Regions from separate parts of the Gossypium arboreum genome. Here region 1 is linked to region 2. Evidence: chromatin contacts called from public Hi-C data. All regions are on one chromosome and are shown on one strand. The core of a region is the stretch at or near the end of the contact, and the rest is flanking DNA. Distances in the headings are between cores, read along the strand shown. Region 1 holds the start of LOC108454521 (60S ribosomal protein L14-2-like). Region 2 holds the start of LOC108457130 (1-aminocyclopropane-1-carboxylate oxidase homolog 1-like).

Region 1 (4,161 bases), core at 1,402-3,901, 230 kb after region 2:
TCCAACCTATACTATGTCTTGCTTTCTTCTACCAAATTCATTGTGGTGAATCGATAATGTTTTAGCGAAATTTTGGTGGCAAAAAGGCTTTGGGAAAAGAGATATTCATTGGTGTCAATGGAAGCATTTGTGTAACTCTAAAGAAGAAGGTGGAATGGGGTTCAGAGACATGGCTCAATTCAATATAACTCTCTTAGCTAAACAAGGTTGGAGGATCTTAGATAACCCTAAGTCATTAGTAACGCAATTTTTTAAAGTGAAATATTTTTCGAAAGTTGATTTTCTTAAATCGAGTTTAGGAAATAATAGCTCCTATATATGGTGAAGTTTATGGGCGACAAAAGATGTATTGGTAGATGAACTTTATTGGAAGGTAGGTACTGGTACAAACATTTCAATTTATAATGATGCTTGGATTCCAGATTATAGAAATTTTAGATCATCTTCAATTAATGTCAATTTGCATGATTATAAAGTTGTGGAGCTAATCAGTAATTACGAAAGAAAATGGAATAGAGAGCTGATTGTCAATACCTTCCCAGAAGAAGTGGATGAAAAGATTCTCTGCATCCCATTGACGAAGGAACCTCATGCTGATTTTAGGGTTTGGAGCGGCGAATACTCAATTAGAAGCGCCTATAAACTACTATAAACTATTACAAAGTCTGGAACTTAGAAATTATGCTTTATATCCTGACTACAAAGCTTTCTACATAAAACTATGGAGCCTAGATCTACTAAAAAAAATTATAATTACATGCTGGAAAATTTCTCGGAACTATTTGCTTACTCGGGTAAATATGTCATGTAGGAAACTAGTAAATAGTCCAACATGTCCTCGTTATGGTGAAGAAGTAGAAACAATGGACCACCTCTTTCAGGATTGTCTTGTATCAACGGCAGTATGGGGATTATTGACGGCTGTTAACTTTTTACAGGAAACAAATTTAGAGTTCGAACAGTGGCTTACCAGGGTCCTCGTTGACCAGCCAACCTCCTTTTATAGACTATTTTGTTGTACATTATGGGCCATATGGGGGGACAGAAATGCTCGAATACATGATAAAACAAACAGATCTAGTCAGGAAATTGCATGCTTTGTTCATAGCTACTTAGAAGAAATGGATGGTTTAGAGAGCACTATTTCCATAGTTTCTAAGGAGAATACTAAATAGAAACACCCACCTGGTCAAATAGTGAAAATAAACTTTGACGGAGCATATAATGAGCGCAACCAACAATCGGCTTCCGGGATAGTAGTCAAAAACAGCAAAGGTTTCGTCCTCCTGTCATGCACAGAGATTCACCATAGAGTTCTCTCCACCTTCGCAGCCGAAGCACTCACTTGTAGAAAAGCGATCCAAATAGCACTCGACATGCAAGAGAAGGAAATCATTATCGAAGGCGACTCTTTATCGGTAATAAAGAAATGCAAGGCGAAAGGGGAGGATAAATCGCAAATAGGGGTTTATATTCATGATATTCATCAGCTATAGTCCAGATCTAGCAAAATAAGGTTTGAATATACCCCAAGATCAGCGAACAGTCTAGTACACATACTTGCAACAGAATCATTAAGAAGAAAAGAAGAAATGTACCTGGTTGAAAGTGTTCCCACGTATGCCGAAAATCAGAGGAAAATCGACTGCGAAAGAGAACCGGACTAAAGAAAGGGGGAGAAGAAAGAAAGGGGGAAGTCTAAATTGGCAGATCAAAAGCATCGGTGGTTTAGAGCTTGCCTTGGAAAATGGTATTGCCATTAAGTCTGAATTAAAAGAAAAGATGGAAATGACAGGCGTCAGATTATTTGATTGGGCAAATAAGACGGTAACATTTAATTGATGATCTAGAGCTTTCTTTATTATTTTTATAAGCTAGTTTTTTTGTCGTTTTCAGTCAAGGTTTTATTGGGCCAGGGGTTATGTCCGGCCTTAATTTCAAGTGGACTTTTGTTTGTTTTATTTATATAAGCCCAACCTGAGTTAATGTTTATATTTTGATAAAATTTAAGATTTAGTCTCTATCAGTGGCGTAATATGGGGCTAACAGGAGCCCCAACTCCTTCAAATGAAAATTTTTTATTTAGGTTATTTAAATTTTAAAAAATTTAAATTAGTAATGTAAAATTACACTTTTCCCTTTAAAAATGATAACAAAATTTATTTAGTCCTTTAAAAATTATAAAGATATAATCTATTCAAATGATGACATTGCATTTTATTATGTAAAAATTAAAATTTAATTTGGTCCCTAAAAAATTTCTACCTTCGCCCTAGTCTCTATACTTGAAAAGTTAAAATGATATTTTTATTCAAAATTCTAGTTCAATTATTAATATGGTAATTATTTTATTTTTCTATCAAAATTTATCAATTTAACATGTTAATTAAATTATCCTCATGTGATGTGATATATGATTGAAAGAAAGAAATATACTAAGTTGACAAATTTTGACAAATATGACTTATGACAATAATATTTGGACTAAGATTTTTAAATTAAAAATAGAAAAATTAAATTTTAACTTTTAAAATATAATAATTAAATATCAAATTTTAACAGCATATTTTAACATTTATTAACAATATTTAATCTGTCAAATAGCAATATGGGTTAGATAAAATTGACCCGAACCTAATGCTCATCATCACTGGAAAGAAAGGATAGATCCAACGGTTATAAACAACCTGTAAAAGTACCATATAATAAAACCCTAACTTCTCAAAACCCTCTTCACATTTCTTCTTCGGCCGCTCAATCTCTCCTTTTAGCTCAGAACGCTCTTCACGCTGTGTAGAAATGGTGAGTTTTTTTCAATCTCTAACGCCGCCCTTTTCACTCTATTCACTCTTTGATTTTTCTTTTTTTTTTTGTGTGTAGCCGTTCAAAAGGTACGTTGAGATCGGGAGAGTCGCTCTCGTTAACTACGGCAAAGACTACGGCAAGCTCGTCGTCATCGTCGATGTTGTTGACCAGAACAGAGTATGTAATTTTATTTAGTTTTTATGTATTTATTTCATCTATGGTAATGAAAAGGAAATTTAGTTTTTAAGTAGGATTAGTTGTTTCCTTCCTGGTGAGATTGATTTGGAAAATAGGTTCTATGTTTGAAAGGTTAGGACCAAGTTTGTAGTCGAGCTAAATCCGAGTTCAAATTGTAAGAATCTCAAGCTTAACTCGGAATTTGAGGTTTTAAGCTCGAGTCGAGTTTGATCTAGCTTTAATTTTAGATGTTGAGCTTGATTCATGATAACCATTCAATTGTTTGACTTCAATCTCAATTATTCCAACTTTCGAAACAAATTAAAATGAAGAAGTTAACGAGTACTAGTATATGTCATTTACGCCCTTAGTTAGGACTATATCTGACTCCATACGTGTTGAATATGTGCCAACATTATGATATAAATTAAAATGAAAAAGTTTAATTTGTTGACCTGTTTCTGTTTTGCCTTGGTTGTTACTTGTGATACTATTGTATATGCATACCATGGGATGATATTGAGATAGTAAATGTGTTAAATGTGCAAGTTTAGTCGTGAACGTAGTTGAAGAGGACTAATATGGATATGTTAAGTTGTGTAAAACTTGAATGGAGCTTTTTTTCGTGTCTCGTCATCTCAGGCTCTAGTTGATGCCCCAGATATGGTGAGGGGTCAAATGAACTTTAAGAGGCTTCAATTGACTGATTTCAAAATTGACATTCCTCGTGTTCCAAAGAAGAAGACACTGATTGAAGCAATGGAAAAAGCTGGTAAGAAAATATATTCTTGTCTGCCAGTATTGTTTCACTTTCCGTTTTTGTTGAAACACTTGTGTCTAACGTTTGTATCCTATGCATATTTGGACATGAGTTGGTAATATGATTTGCCCAAAAGTTTTAAAATACATAGAAAGCTTGGAAAAATTTGAACAGACTCGTGTTGGAAACGTATCGGTTTTTGACATTTTTATTCAAGTCCAAGTAACATAGCTTATTCTTTTCTTTTTGTTCTTATTGGAATGGAAGATGTTAAAAACAAGTGGGAGAATAGCTCATGGGGTAAAAAGCTGATTGTTCAAAAGAAGAGAGCATCTCTCAATGACTTCGACAGATTCAAGATCATGTTGGCCAAGATCAAGGTTAGTTATTGGAACATGTAGAGTGTTTAGTTGTTTGTT
Region 2 (4,613 bases), core at 114-2,613:
TTTCAATGGAACCTATCTCAAAGAATACTTTTTAAGCAAGTACTCTTTGATCCAAGCAATCCAAAGAGATCCATGTCTTGCCAAAATGTTTTCTTATATGTTGGATAATACGAGCTTTATTCCAACTGTCAAGGTCCTTCATTCCAAGTCCATCCTCTTCTTTAGGAAGACAAATCTTCTTCCAACTCACCCTTGCCCCTTTAGCTGAGCCTTCATTACCCTTCCAAAAAAACTAGAACACATTTGGTTGATCTTTTTAAGAATTTCTTTAGGTAAAATGAAGTGCCTACACCAAAAATTTTGAATCTGAAAGATAACAGATTGAACCAATTGCATTCTCCTATCAAAACTCAATTGTTTCAGTCTTAAAGTAGATATCTTAGACCTGATTCTCTCCAACAAAGGCAAGCAATCTTTCTTTGGAAGTCTCATAGTAACTAGAGGAATACCAAGATATCTCACTGGCAACTGCTCAATTCTGAAACCTGTGGAACTTTAAATTAGATTGCGTTCTTCTTGTGACACACCTGCTATAAAAATCTCACTTTTTTCAGCATTTAACTGAAGCCCAGAAAGTTGATAAAAAGTAGAAAGAATACTCCAAATACCTATCACAGAATCTGCTTTACCCTTGCAGAAGGTAAGCAAATCATCTTCAAAGCACAGATGAGTCAATTGAATACGAAGATATTTTGGATGAAAACTGAACACTCCTTCCTTTGCTCCCAAATCCAGTAGTTTCAAGATGATATTCATGGTAAAGAAAAATAGGTATGGATCACCCTGCCTAAATGTTGCGAGATAACCAACCATGCATTGACAAACACACATGGCGAACAGCACAAATGGTGAACAGTCCAATTAGCGAACACATATGGCGGACAGTTCTAGCTCTAAGTTACATGATGGACAGTCCAAGCATAAGAAGGCTTGCGGACTATCAATATGCGAACTGTCATGCGAAGAATTTTTATACGACAGGCTTGGCGGATTGTGTAAGCACATTGGTGAACTGTCTAACAGCAAGCATATCTGCGGACAGACTAAATGCAAGCTGCCCAGCGATAAAGTGAACTGAGAGATGAAGTGGTAGTTGTCTTCTTAAAGCAGAAAATCGATGTTTTGGTTTAATCTTTTGTTCAGTTCTTATGTTAACATACTTAGGGTGGGTTTGGGGCGGCGGTGTAGTGCGGTGCAGTCCGTTTAACTTACTTTTTGTCTCACGTTACAATATCGCTACAGTATCTAATCTCACCGCTACCGCTGTTTTTACACTAACCGCAGATAAACACACCCTCCATCCAAACTCACTATTAGTTAGGAACAAACTAAGTTGGTAATGCTTGATGTGTTTAGGTGCTGATTTCGTAATCAGTTTGTGTACAAATTTTCTTATTTCCAATATATTAGTTGGATTAGTGATATGTTTGGAAAACAAAAAGATATATATTGCAATTTTCTGAAATGAAATACAGTGTTGAAAATCAGTTCATCTTGCTAGTTCATTGCCTCGTTTTCTTTCTTTCTTAGTCTCAAAACACCAAGAATAAACCTCAACTCAATGAATCAAAGCCTTCTTCAAGTCAACTTTTAAGGCACATCTACTGAAATTTTACCTCTGCCATACCCTCTAAACTCATGAGCTAAAAGAGAATTATCAGATATGCTCCTCCCTTTTCCAAAAGCACTCTGGCGTGGTGAGATTAAATTAGGCAGAAGAGGTGTCAACCATCTCACAAGGTCTTAGTTACAGCAGCAAGAAATTGGCTTGAAATCAGCAACATTACTAGGTTTCTGCCCCTTGGGAATAAGCACCAAGGTTGTTGTATTGAAAGCAGGAAGCATTTCAGAGCTTTAAAAGAAGCATTGAACTGCAGCAAAAACGCCCTTCCAAACTACAGACCGTGCACTCTCAAAGAAGTGAGGGGTATAACCATCAGGTCCTGGAGATTTTCCATTACCCTGCTCAAAAATTGCACTCTTAACTTCTTCCATGGTCACTGGTTTCACCAAATGCTGTTTACCCTCCTCATGCACAGAACATTGCAGAAGGTCCTTAAACAGAGCACTTATTTTTCCATGAATAAATTTGTTAGTCATTTAGTGGTAGTTGACAATAGTTAAAGTTAGTGAGTATTATGTTATTTTAGTCATTTTAAAATCCCTGTCATGTCTTAATACAAAGCAACTCCAAACAGATAAAATATGGCTGCTAGCTTTACAAGAGATTCCGGCACCCAAACTCCAACTACTTATGACAGATTCCAAGAACTCAAAGCCTTTGACGACTCTAAATCAGGCGTCAAAGGTCTCGTCGACGCCGGAATAACCAAAATTCCCCGGATTTTCTGCCGGCCGAAGGTGGAGGATCATGATTCCGTCAAGCCAATCCCAACCCAGTTCACGATTCCAGTGGTTGACCTTGAAAACATTAAAACCCGGTCCGATGAGGTGGTGGAAGGAATCCGGAAGGCGGGTGGGGAGATTGGGTTCTTCCAGGTGGTCAATCATGGGGTGCCCCAAAGTGTGTTGGAAGAGATGTTGGCGGCGGCGCGTGGGTTTCACGAGCTTCCATCCGAAGTAAAGAAATCATATTATACTAGGGAGAAGACGAAAAAGGTTATATATGGAAGTAACTTTGATTTATATGAGTCGAGATTTGCAAATTGGAGGGACACTTTGTTTTGTGTTATGGGACCTGAACCTCTTCACCCTCAACAACTGCCTCTTGTTTGCAGGTACTCAAATCCCTAATTTTTAAAGCCTAACCCATCGAATGTTGTTAATATTTTCATATTTTGCAGAGATATAACAATGGAGTACTCGAAACAGATTCATAAATTAGGAACAACTTTATTTAAGTTACTATCTAAGGCAATAGGGCTAACTCCCGACCACCTCATAGGGTTGGATTGTTCGAAAGGGCATTGTCTTTTGAGTCATTATTACCCGGCATGTCCTGAACCTGAACTGACTCTGGGAACTGCAAAGCACTCTGATCCTGATTTCCTCACCATCTTACTTCAAGATCATATTGGTGGACTCCAAGTTTTTCATCAAAATCAGTGGTTTGATGTTCCTTTTCTGCCTGGGGCTTTGGTTGTTAACATTGGAGATCTCTTACAAGTATGTTATGTTGCTTCAAAGATTGAATATACCTGGGCTGAATACATTTATTGAATATTCATACTCGACTCCTAGTAACATAGATGTAATGCATTTGTAATCCTCCAAATACTGTTTGATCGTATTTTGTTGCAGCTTATATCAAATGACAAACTGAAAAGTGTGGAACATCAGGTATTGGCAAATGAGAAAGGCCCCAGAGTGTCAGTGGCATGCTTTTTCACTCCACATTTGTACCCTTCAACCAGGATTTATGGACCAATTAAGGAATTATTGTCGAAAGAAAACCCTCCATTGTACCGTGAGACCACAGTTGAAGACTTCATTAGTTACTATGATTCCAAAGGACTTGATGAGAAATCTGCACTTGCACACTTCAAGTTGCAACCTTAGCTCGCCATCACTCTTCAGCTTCCTAAGGATCTAAACCGCTTTGCACAAGGGTTTGTGGCACTGAATATATAAAGCCTGAGAGAAACGATGCAAATAACAACAGTTACCATGTATTTATATAACTTCTAATTGGATCTTTTTAGTTATCAACTTTTAAATTTTAATCAAGTTGTCCTTTTTCTTTTAACTTACAAACTGATTAGCCAAGTCAAGTATTAAAATATTTGATTATTTAAACTATTCAAATTCTTCTATACTGAACTGAAATAACTCATAAATCAAGAATTAGATGGTCATTATGAAATTTTGGGAATTGAATTTTTTTTTTTTAAATGTTCTTGACACCAATTCAAACCGAATTCTACAGCACAACCAAATATGCTTAAGTGTCTGAACTGAACATTAAGGTTCAACTCGGTTTCCGGTTTGCTCAGTTTTTTTGCTTAACAATTTCATAAAAAAATATTAGCTTTATTGAGCAGGAAGTTTATAGACTTTCATTTCTGTAAACTCTTGTGTTTGAGTTTGAAGATCATTATTTGGACAAGTTGTGAATCAGCTTAGACCATTTACCACAGAAGTGAGGAAATGTTCAAATTACATGAGCCTCATTCTTAAGCTTGTCAATCAGCTCATCGACAGACGAGAGTATCACTCCGGCTTTTCTCTTGGGAGGTTCAGTGACTTGAACAACCTCTAAATCAGATTTGATTTCGACATTCAACTCTTCCGGAGTATACTTCTTTATCGGCTTTGATTTCGCCTTCATTATGTTGGGAAGCGTTGCATACCTTGGCTGGTTCAGTCTTAAATCAGTGCTGCATATCACAGAAAACTTGAAATGAGAATCCAGAAGACTGCCTATAATAAAAACTGTATTAAATTATCCAAAGCAATTCTCCATGTTGAACCGGACTCTTCATTTTTCATAAAATATCCGTGCCTGACACCTTTGTATGATACATTCAGACATGAGTATGGTGGGCCTACGGAGGTAGGATCCTCTAATGATAAGGGAAAACTTAGAAAAAAATTATTAACATACCCGTGTCCAAAACATACCCATACTTGAGACTTGCCTCGAGTCCAGATAA

Evidence for each region. Hi-C and Micro-C count contacts between places; a contact is called where the count stands out from the background.
Region 1: a contact with region 2 is called in a Hi-C map of leaf, with 3 times the contacts expected there. The contact joins the promoter of LOC108454521 here to the promoter of LOC108457130 in region 2. A contact is called at or near these places in 2 of 5 Hi-C or Micro-C datasets (both in leaf).

Annotation. Positions count from the first base shown.
Region 1 is chr9:58,941,934-58,946,094 of ASM2569848v2, forward strand. It overlaps LOC108454521 (60S ribosomal protein L14-2-like), which reads left to right and starts at 2,652. Exons shown (of 5, transcript XM_017753007.2): 1 at 2,652-2,802; 2 at 2,881-2,982; 3 at 3,625-3,754; 4 at 4,010-4,122. The coding sequence starts at 2,800. All of the region lies in intron 1 of LOC108454396 (peroxygenase-like), which reads left to right. LOC108456845 (a long non-coding RNA gene) reads right to left here and starts at 1,837. Exons shown (of 8, transcript XR_008270959.1): 1 at 1,599-1,837; 2 at 971-1,503; 3 at 535-887.
Region 2 is chr9:58,713,576-58,718,188 of ASM2569848v2, forward strand. LOC108457130 (1-aminocyclopropane-1-carboxylate oxidase homolog 1-like) reads left to right here and starts at 1,364. Exons shown (of 4, transcript XM_017755992.2): 1 at 1,364-2,052; 2 at 2,199-2,738; 3 at 2,805-3,126; 4 at 3,301-3,742. The coding sequence starts at 2,206. The coding sequence ends at 3,519. LOC108457131 (electron transfer flavoprotein subunit beta, mitochondrial) reads right to left here. Exons shown (of 5, transcript XM_017755993.2): 5 at 3,970-4,337. The coding sequence ends at 4,112.